2 separate regions of the Mus musculus genome follow, and region 2 is linked to region 1. A link is a contact called in public Hi-C data. All regions are on one chromosome and are shown on one strand. Each heading gives the region's core, a stretch centred on a gene start, on an enhancer-like site or on the middle of the called end of the contact. The rest is flanking DNA. Distances are from core to core; before and after follow the strand shown. Region 1 holds the start of Chpt1 (choline phosphotransferase 1). Region 2 overlaps Gnptab (N-acetylglucosamine-1-phosphate transferase, alpha and beta subunits).

Region 1 (3,664 bases), core at 167-2,666:
ACCCCAAACAGCTTAGTGTTTTAAATCACATGAAAACAAGTGACAGTGGAGGTACACGTGACAAACACAGTTGTTGGCAGGCAAGATGTTTTAAAGGGCAGGCTCCACTAAGCCCTTAAAAAGAAGTGTTTGCATGGATGCAGAACATGAGCTATTTCTATTGTATTCCTGGTATCCAACCTCGACTCTCGAGTTTGTGCACGATCTATATTTACACGTAATTACAGAGGGAGCGTAAAGAAAGTAATGCCATGGAATCTGCAATGTTATCCTATATAGTGTTTCAAGACACTCTCCCTTGTTTTTATGCTCTCTATACTCAGCCCAATGAACCACTTCTGACCACCACTGTCTAAAGCCCATGTTAATATTCTTACTTTAGACTTAGGTTGGATATAATTACAACTAATAAAATATGTTGGTATTTATAATCTCAAAGTCTAGATAATTGTAAAGACTGTCACCTACATCCTGTTTGTTTTTCATGAAAAAGCCAAGGAAGCAACGAGGAAGTTTCTTATCTTATCCAGAAATAACTTATCTTCGATCAGTGCTACCAGTAATTTCAGGATCGCTAGGCACCACCTTTGAGAAACAGAATTATAAAGTGCTAAAGGGCACTTGGCCTTACCTAACCCATCCACAAGTCCTGCTAGCATGGAGATGTAGGTATTTAATCTCCAGTGTGCGAAATATGGGCTGGTGGTCCCATGGCCCCAGGGATGAGATTGGCAGACAGGGCTGGGGCAGTAAGTGACCTTGACAGCGCCCCTGCCCCCCAGAGAAGCTCAGAATGGTCACAGGATTGGGGTAGTGGTGCGACAGTCTCTAGGAGCCCCGGGGAGGCTGAAAATGAATACTGCCAGGGGACAGCAATCTGGTCGCGTCCGCACCTCCCTCCTAGAGGGAGACCTAGAGGATGCTCCGCTACGCAGGGTCTCCCCGCTCCACTGACGCCTATAGTGGAGCCGTCTCCGAAGGAGGCCCAAGGGGGGCTCCAGGGAACAGTACCATCGGGCGGCCAGCCCTACCTCCTCCGTGACTGTAGGGCAGTAGAAGATGAGCACTAGTGTGGTGACCAGGTTGATGGCGAGGCCGATGAGGGTGATGGTGTTGGGGGCCATCCAGAGCGGGATCCATTGGAGCAGCCAGGTCCAGTAAAGCTGCAGCGGCGGCTCGAACAGCGACTCTCCCACCGCGGTGTAGCGGTGCTCCTCCAGCCGCCGCAGCTGCGCGGCACTGAGCGGCTCACCTAGCGCCTTTACCCAGCGCGGCGCCGGCCTGGCCCCGGCGCCCGCCGCCATGGCTGCCTGCGGGGCCCGCCGCGACCCGGCGCAGCCCGCGGCCCGCGCGGGGGGCGGAGAGAGCCGAGCGAGGGCACAGCGCCCGGGCCAGCTCCGCCGGTGGGACTCACTTAGCAGCGGGCCGCGGGGGCGGGGCCGGGCCTCGGGGGCGGGGCAAGGCCGGGCCACGGGGGGGTGGGGCCTCAGCGAGCTCGCGGGCGGTGGCGAGGCTGGGGGCGGGACCGGGGCGGGGCCTCAGTGAGCTTGGCTCTGGACGCCCCGGGAGGGGTCAAGCAGCCTGCGCTTTCAGACTCAGGTCGAGGGCAGCTCTGGCCCTGCCGCTGTGACTTTTCTATTGGGGCTCAAGGGTTCGCCCTCCTCTCCAGCCTTTGCTCAGGTTTCCGTGACGACGCTTGGCTAGCCTGGATCCTGGTTGAGCTGGTTTTTTTCTACTGAGTGGTAGGAACAACTCTGACTTGTGTGTCTATGCCCCGGCCTCTTATTAGTCAAGAAAATGTCGCCTACTGAAACCTGGAGTGGTCACCATGTATGTACTGATCAGAAAGTACTCAAGCACCATGGGAATATACAAAGGCCCCTCCGCATATTAACTTAGTTACCCCTCACTGCGGGATCAGACGGCAAGGTTTTAAAACAAACAAACAAAACCCCCAGATCTTAGAAATATTGTCGTCAAAGGGAAACTGAATGTTTGAAACTCAAATGCCTGTTTTTTCAGACCACTTGACACTCCTTCCTTGGAGCAGAGAAAATTCTTAGCCAGTTTCACAGTTTCTTCAGTGGAGAAGGCCGATTGCCACATAATGGAAGGTCACCAGCTCCTTACTTCACAATGCACCCATTTGGACTGGGGGCTGTCATAAGCATGTTCTATTGCCTAACCAGACATAGGCTGCCCACTTGATCTAGACGTAGTGGGTCTGATCTGTATGCACCTTTCTAACACATCAGACAAGCTGGAAACTACTTTCTGCTTTCTTGGATTAAGCAACAGAGGTCATGGGATACACTCTTCCTCACCTATTTTGAGGAACGGTTAGCAACTTTTGGCTCAAAAGACAGGCCTTCCATCTCATTCTCACAGCACACTACAGAAGTATGCGTCTTACATTTTTTAATTACTGGGAAAAAAAACAAAGAATAAAGTTTATGATGTTAGAATTGATATAATTTAAATCTCAGTTCTGTGACTATAGCTGTGTTTCTTCCCACAGAGGTGAGGAGTTGTATAGCACAAGATGACTTACAAAGTCTTGAATATTCATTACCTGGCCTCTTACCAAAAATAAAATAAAATAAAATAAAATAAAATAAAATAAAATAAAATAAAATAGCTGGGTGATGGTACTGCAGGCCTTTATCCCAGCACTTTCCAGTCAGAGGCGGGGGGGGGGGGGGGGGGCAGGGGATTGGTAACACTTACATTATAGATTCCTAGTACTTTATCTTGCTCCTGGACTTTGAACTAAGCACCTTGCTGGGCCCTGCTAAGCTTTATCTTCAGTCCTTTGTTTGCTTTGATTTTGAGACAGAATCCTGCTACGCAGCCTAGACTGTCCTTGAACTAATTGCCTCTGCCTCCTAAGTAGCTCTGATTACAAGCAATTACACTTGACCTCTTCCAATGCCATGCTGTTGTAAAGGGGCATACAGCATGCTCAGAAGGTATCGACGATTGCTTTAGGCTACTTCTAGGTCAAGTACAAGGCTTGAATGAGACAGAAGTTCGTTTTGCCCAAGCATCGTGTCTGGGTAGATCATTGAGAGCTGCTGCAAACCCTCAGTGTGTGAGAGACACTGGTTTCTTCCATTTCCTTGTCTGCTGCCTTCAGGGTATTGTTCTTGTCCTGACCCAAAACAGGTGACCACAATTCCCAAACAACTAGGAGGAGGGGGAGGCAGGGGGGCTGAACTTCCTGGCTTTGAGGCTGTGATCCAAAGTTTCATTCCTCATTTCTGACAGAACCCTGTCATGTGAGTGTGACACCTATTTGCAAGGAGAGCTAAATGAAGCCCTTATCTGGCCAATGGCTGGTCGACTAATTTCTACTACTGTTGAAAAGTGAGGGAGTGGATGTTAGAGAGCCATGCATGTGTTCTGATATTTTTATACACCATTTAAAAAAGATACTATTTTATTAATTCCTTGAAAATCTCATACAATATACTTTGATCATATTAATCCCTGTTCCTCTCCCTAATTCCTCCCACCCCTATCTCCTAACCTCCCTGTCTTCATATCCTCTTTATTATTATTGGTTTTTGTAACCCATCAAGTCCAGTTTATGAATTGAATTTGTCCTGCATGTGGAAGGAAGCATGGCGAGTACTCGATCCGGTGACTCCTGGTCAGCTGACTC
Region 2 (3,941 bases), core at 1,407-3,906, 110 kb before region 1:
GATGCCCTCCAGGTCCATCCATTTGCCTAGGAATTTCATAAATTCGTTCTTTTTAATAGCTGAGTAGTACTCCATTGTGTAAATGTACCACATTTTCTGTATCCATTCCTCTGTTGAGGGGCACCTGGGTTCTTTCCAGCTTCTGGCTATTATAAATAAGGCTGCTATGAACATTGTGGAGCATGTGTCCTTCTGACTGGTTGGAACATCTTCTGTATATATGCCCAGGAGAGGTATTGCGGGATCCTCTGGTAGTACTATGTCCAATTTTCTGAGGAACCGCCAGACTGATTTCCAGAGTAGTTGTATGTACAAGCTTGCAATCCCACCAACAATGGAGGAGTGCTCCTCTTTCTCCACATCCTCACCAGCATCTGCTGTCACCTGAATTTTTGATCTTAGCCATCTGACTGCCACACACCTATGGTCACTTGATCTTTGACAAGGGAGCTAAAACCATCTAGTGGAAAAAAGACATCATTTTCAACAAATGGTGCAGGCACAACTGGCAGTTATCATGTAGAAGAATGCGAATTGATCCATTTCTATCTCCTTGTACTAAGGTCAAATCTAAGTGGATTAAGGAACTCCACATAAAACCAGAGACACTGAAACTTATAGAGGAGAAAGTGGGGAAAAGCCTCGAAGATATGGGCACAGGGGAAAAATTCCTGAAGAGAACAGCAATGGCTTGTGCTGTAAGATCGAGAATCGACAAATGGGACCTCATAAAATTGCAAAGCTTCTGTAAGGCAAAAGTCACCGTCAATAAGACAAAAAGGCCACCAACAGATTGGGAACGAATCTTTACCTATCCTAAATCAGATAGGGGACTAATATACAATATATATAAAGAACTCAAAAAGGTGGACTCCAAAAAAATCAAATAACCCCATTAAAAAATGGGGCTCAGAGCTAAACAAAGAATTCTCACCTGAGGAATACCGAATGGCTGAGAAGCACCTGAAAAAATGTTCAGCATCCTTAATCATCAGGGAAATGCAAATATATATTTATTTTATATATATCATGAGTATAATGTAGCTGTCTTCAGACACACCAGAAGAGGGCGTCAGATCACATTGCAGATGGTTGCGAGCCACCATGTGGTTGCTGGGATTTGAACTCAGGACCTCTGGAAGAGCAGTCAGTGCTCTGCCTCTTGCCCCTTCTCATGGCTCCTTAGTCTTAAATTCAAGTATTGACAAGACTGCTTCTTTACATACTTCCCTCCTGTGGCAGACATACATATTTATCATGATGGTGTTCTTTCCACCCGAGCCCAGACATAGTGTCAGGAGAAAGAATGCAGCAGCCTGGTGTTCCACCAGTGTCCCAGAAGTGGAGGGAGAACTTTCCTGAGGCCTAAGCAGTTCTTTCTGGGCACTGTTATGAGTTGAGTCATAGAACGGTGCCTGAAGACACCCAGACATTTGTACTGCCTAGCAGTGAAGTTCCTATATGAGGAGCATAGAGGGCAGGCCATTAACTGTGCTTGTCCCTATGAATAGTGGGCTGCCAGTTGAGCCCAAGATGTATGGTGCTCCTTGGTAACAAAACCTTCTCTGTTGGTCTGGGCATGGTGGTATTCATGCTTGATTCCAGCTATGGGGAGCTAGACTAGGCAGATCCTTGTGAGTTCGAGGCCAGATTACAAACTATAGTGTTACTTCAGCATTAGAGTGGTCGGTCTCAGAGAGGAACAGATTCCAGCTCCTAAGCTGATGCTTTGTGCCTCCCCACGCTAGGCCTGCAACACACAGCAAACCCAAAATTCAGGACAGGAGATGGGTTTGTAAGGCTTCCCTTTCCTAGCTCAGTGTACCTCTGTTTTCCCCCGTGAGCATGCAGAAAGCAGCAAGAAACAAGGGCAGAAAGTCCTTCCTCTGTAACCTCATCCGAGGTGCCCACTGAGGTGCCCAAAGTCCACTGAGGGGTCAAAGTTTGCTCTCTACTGAATACCTTCAAAGGGTATTGAGACCACTCCTTACCACCATGCTTGGAACTGTCCCTTAGTCATCCCTGGTGAGACCAAATGTCACTCTCATTTCCATAGCCTCTGAAGCCTTTCATCTTTATCTCCACCTCTGTGGGGGTGGGGTGGGTCCTGGGCTCTGTCTGTGTGTGACCCACTTCCGGTACGTGGCATACCCATCTGCGGCTCCAGCTAGGGAGTGTGAGCTGATGCCAGGCCTTCGGCTGGGGACAGTTAGCTGACAACCCTCTGCATTTCTCAGGTGTGAGGCAGGGCTGGCATTTGCCAGCATCATGAACTGTAGAGAGCTGGATTGGTGATCCTGCTGAGCCTGTTCCCTGGGCTTGGGGGTGGGGGGTGGGGTGGATGAGAAGTTTCTGTCCTAATCCTAGGAGGAGGTGGAGAGGCAGTTACAGAATACCAGTTGCTTCTGTAAAGCTTCCCAGCCTTGGGACCCTTATGCGGTGGTGGGGCTGAACTCCCACTTGATAGGAAACTCCGTGTTTTGGTCCATTACTTACTTGGCCCTGGAATGTGGCTTCTTGTATCTGGTACTTCAGAAGAAACATGCTATTTTATATGCACAGCAGCTTCTTAGTTGCCGCTACCAGTCAGTTGATCTAGCTTGCTCAGGAGATAAAACTTAACTTCCCGTTCTGTACTCAGCAACCTGGGCTCAGAGGTGACGTCTTTAAACCTTAAAATTCTGCTGTCTGCACAGAACGCCAGGCTCATTCATGCAGTTAGGAAATACTTAGCCAGGCCCCTGGGGACAAAGTAGTCAAGAGAAGACATGGCTCTTGCTGACAAGGAGCTCTGGCGGCGAGGCATTAAGAGTTACTTTATCACAGTTGTGAGCAATACTGTAAATGTGTAGAGGGTGTGGTGGGACAGAGAGAGGCACTGACCTGTATGGTGGCCTGCCAGGATGGCTGCCTTGATGGTGTGTAAGCTCAACAGGAGGCCAAGAACGCTCAGACAGGACAGAGGAGGGCAGAGCTGACTTGGGCATTCACTTTCAGTTTGTGGTGATATTTCCCCCGGGGTGGGGGTGGGGGGATGTTGCACAACATCTGGAGACATTTTAGATGGTCCTAGCTGGGCATGGAATGAAATATTGCTGCTGTCTTTAATGTGTAGAAGCCAGGGATTCTGTTAATATACGGGACAATCCCGGCAGCAAAGAATGATCCAGGCCTGAGGCCCTTGGTCCTGCAAAGGCTGGATGCCCCAGTGTAGGGGAATGCCAGGGTGGGGAGGTGGGAATGGGTTGGGCAGGGAGCACCCTCACAGAAGCAGGGGGAGGAGTGGGTGGGATGGGGATTTCCAGAGGGGAAGCCTGGAAGGGGGATAACAGTTGAAATGTAAATAAATAAAATATCCAAGGAGGAAAAAAAAAGAATTATCCAGGCCCAACAGCAGTGGTGCTGATATTGAGAAACTACCATTTCCCAACCAAAGAACCAGAGTAAAGGCGGTGATGTTGGGAGAACAATCAAGAAGGGTACATGAAGGAATCAGTGAGTAAAGGTGCCTGCCTGTCACCAAGTCTGGTGACCTGAGTGTGAGTCCCAGGACTCACGGGAGAAGGAGAGAACAGATTCCCACATGTTTTCTTCTGCTCTCTACATATATGCTGAAGAACTCACACGCCTCTGCCATACACAAAATAGACAAGTGAGGTTTGTGTGTGTGTATGTGTGTGTGTGTGTGTGTGTGTGTGTGTGTGGTGTGAAAGCCCTTTTGGCTAGAGAGAAAGCTCCTATAAGGGTGACTAGTGTAGTTGTAGTGACCTTTCCCCCAGCACTGGGGATTTGCATAAACCATTAAAGGTTGTTTTGTATTGGCATCTAATACCTGAGACCCAGGAGTACAGCTAAATGATGATAACCCAGCCCTCATAACCAAAAACAAAACGAAACAAAACCTGTCAGGGCCCCTTAGCAGGTACAAGATTTGAGAAATC

The links. Hi-C and Micro-C count contacts between places; a contact is called where the count stands out from the background.
Region 2: a contact with region 1 is called in a Hi-C map of the G1E-ER4 cell line, with 1.6 times the contacts expected there. The contact joins the enhancer-like site here to the promoter of Chpt1 in region 1. A contact is called at or near these places in 4 of 39 promoter capture datasets (3T3-L1-derived adipocytes, hematopoietic stem and progenitor cells, pre-B cells and 1 more), 23 of 484 Hi-C or Micro-C datasets (the Ba/F3 cell line, CD4 T cells, CD8 T cells and 14 more), 7 of 115 datasets of contacts at active chromatin or transcription factors (bone marrow-derived macrophages, effector CD8 T cells, embryonic stem cells and 2 more) and 3 of 9 other capture datasets (adipose tissue, liver and pancreatic islet).

Annotation. Positions count from the first base shown.
Region 1 is chr10:88,502,554-88,506,217 of GRCm38.p6, forward strand. It overlaps Chpt1 (choline phosphotransferase 1), which reads right to left and starts at 1,417. Exons shown (of 8, transcript NM_144807.3): 1 at 1,032-1,417. The coding sequence starts at 1,304.
Region 2 is chr10:88,387,620-88,391,560 of GRCm38.p6, forward strand. The region is part of intron 1 of Gnptab (N-acetylglucosamine-1-phosphate transferase, alpha and beta subunits); the gene reads left to right. Among named protein-coding and RNA genes, the nearest start is that of Gnptab, 10 kb to the left of the region's middle. Within about 2 kb of position 2,657, at least 188 of the 459 cell types and tissues checked have an H3K27ac peak or open chromatin away from gene starts, as enhancers often do. A contact at or near this core is called in 3T3-L1-derived adipocytes, the Ba/F3 cell line, CD8 T cells and 14 more, where this site is marked.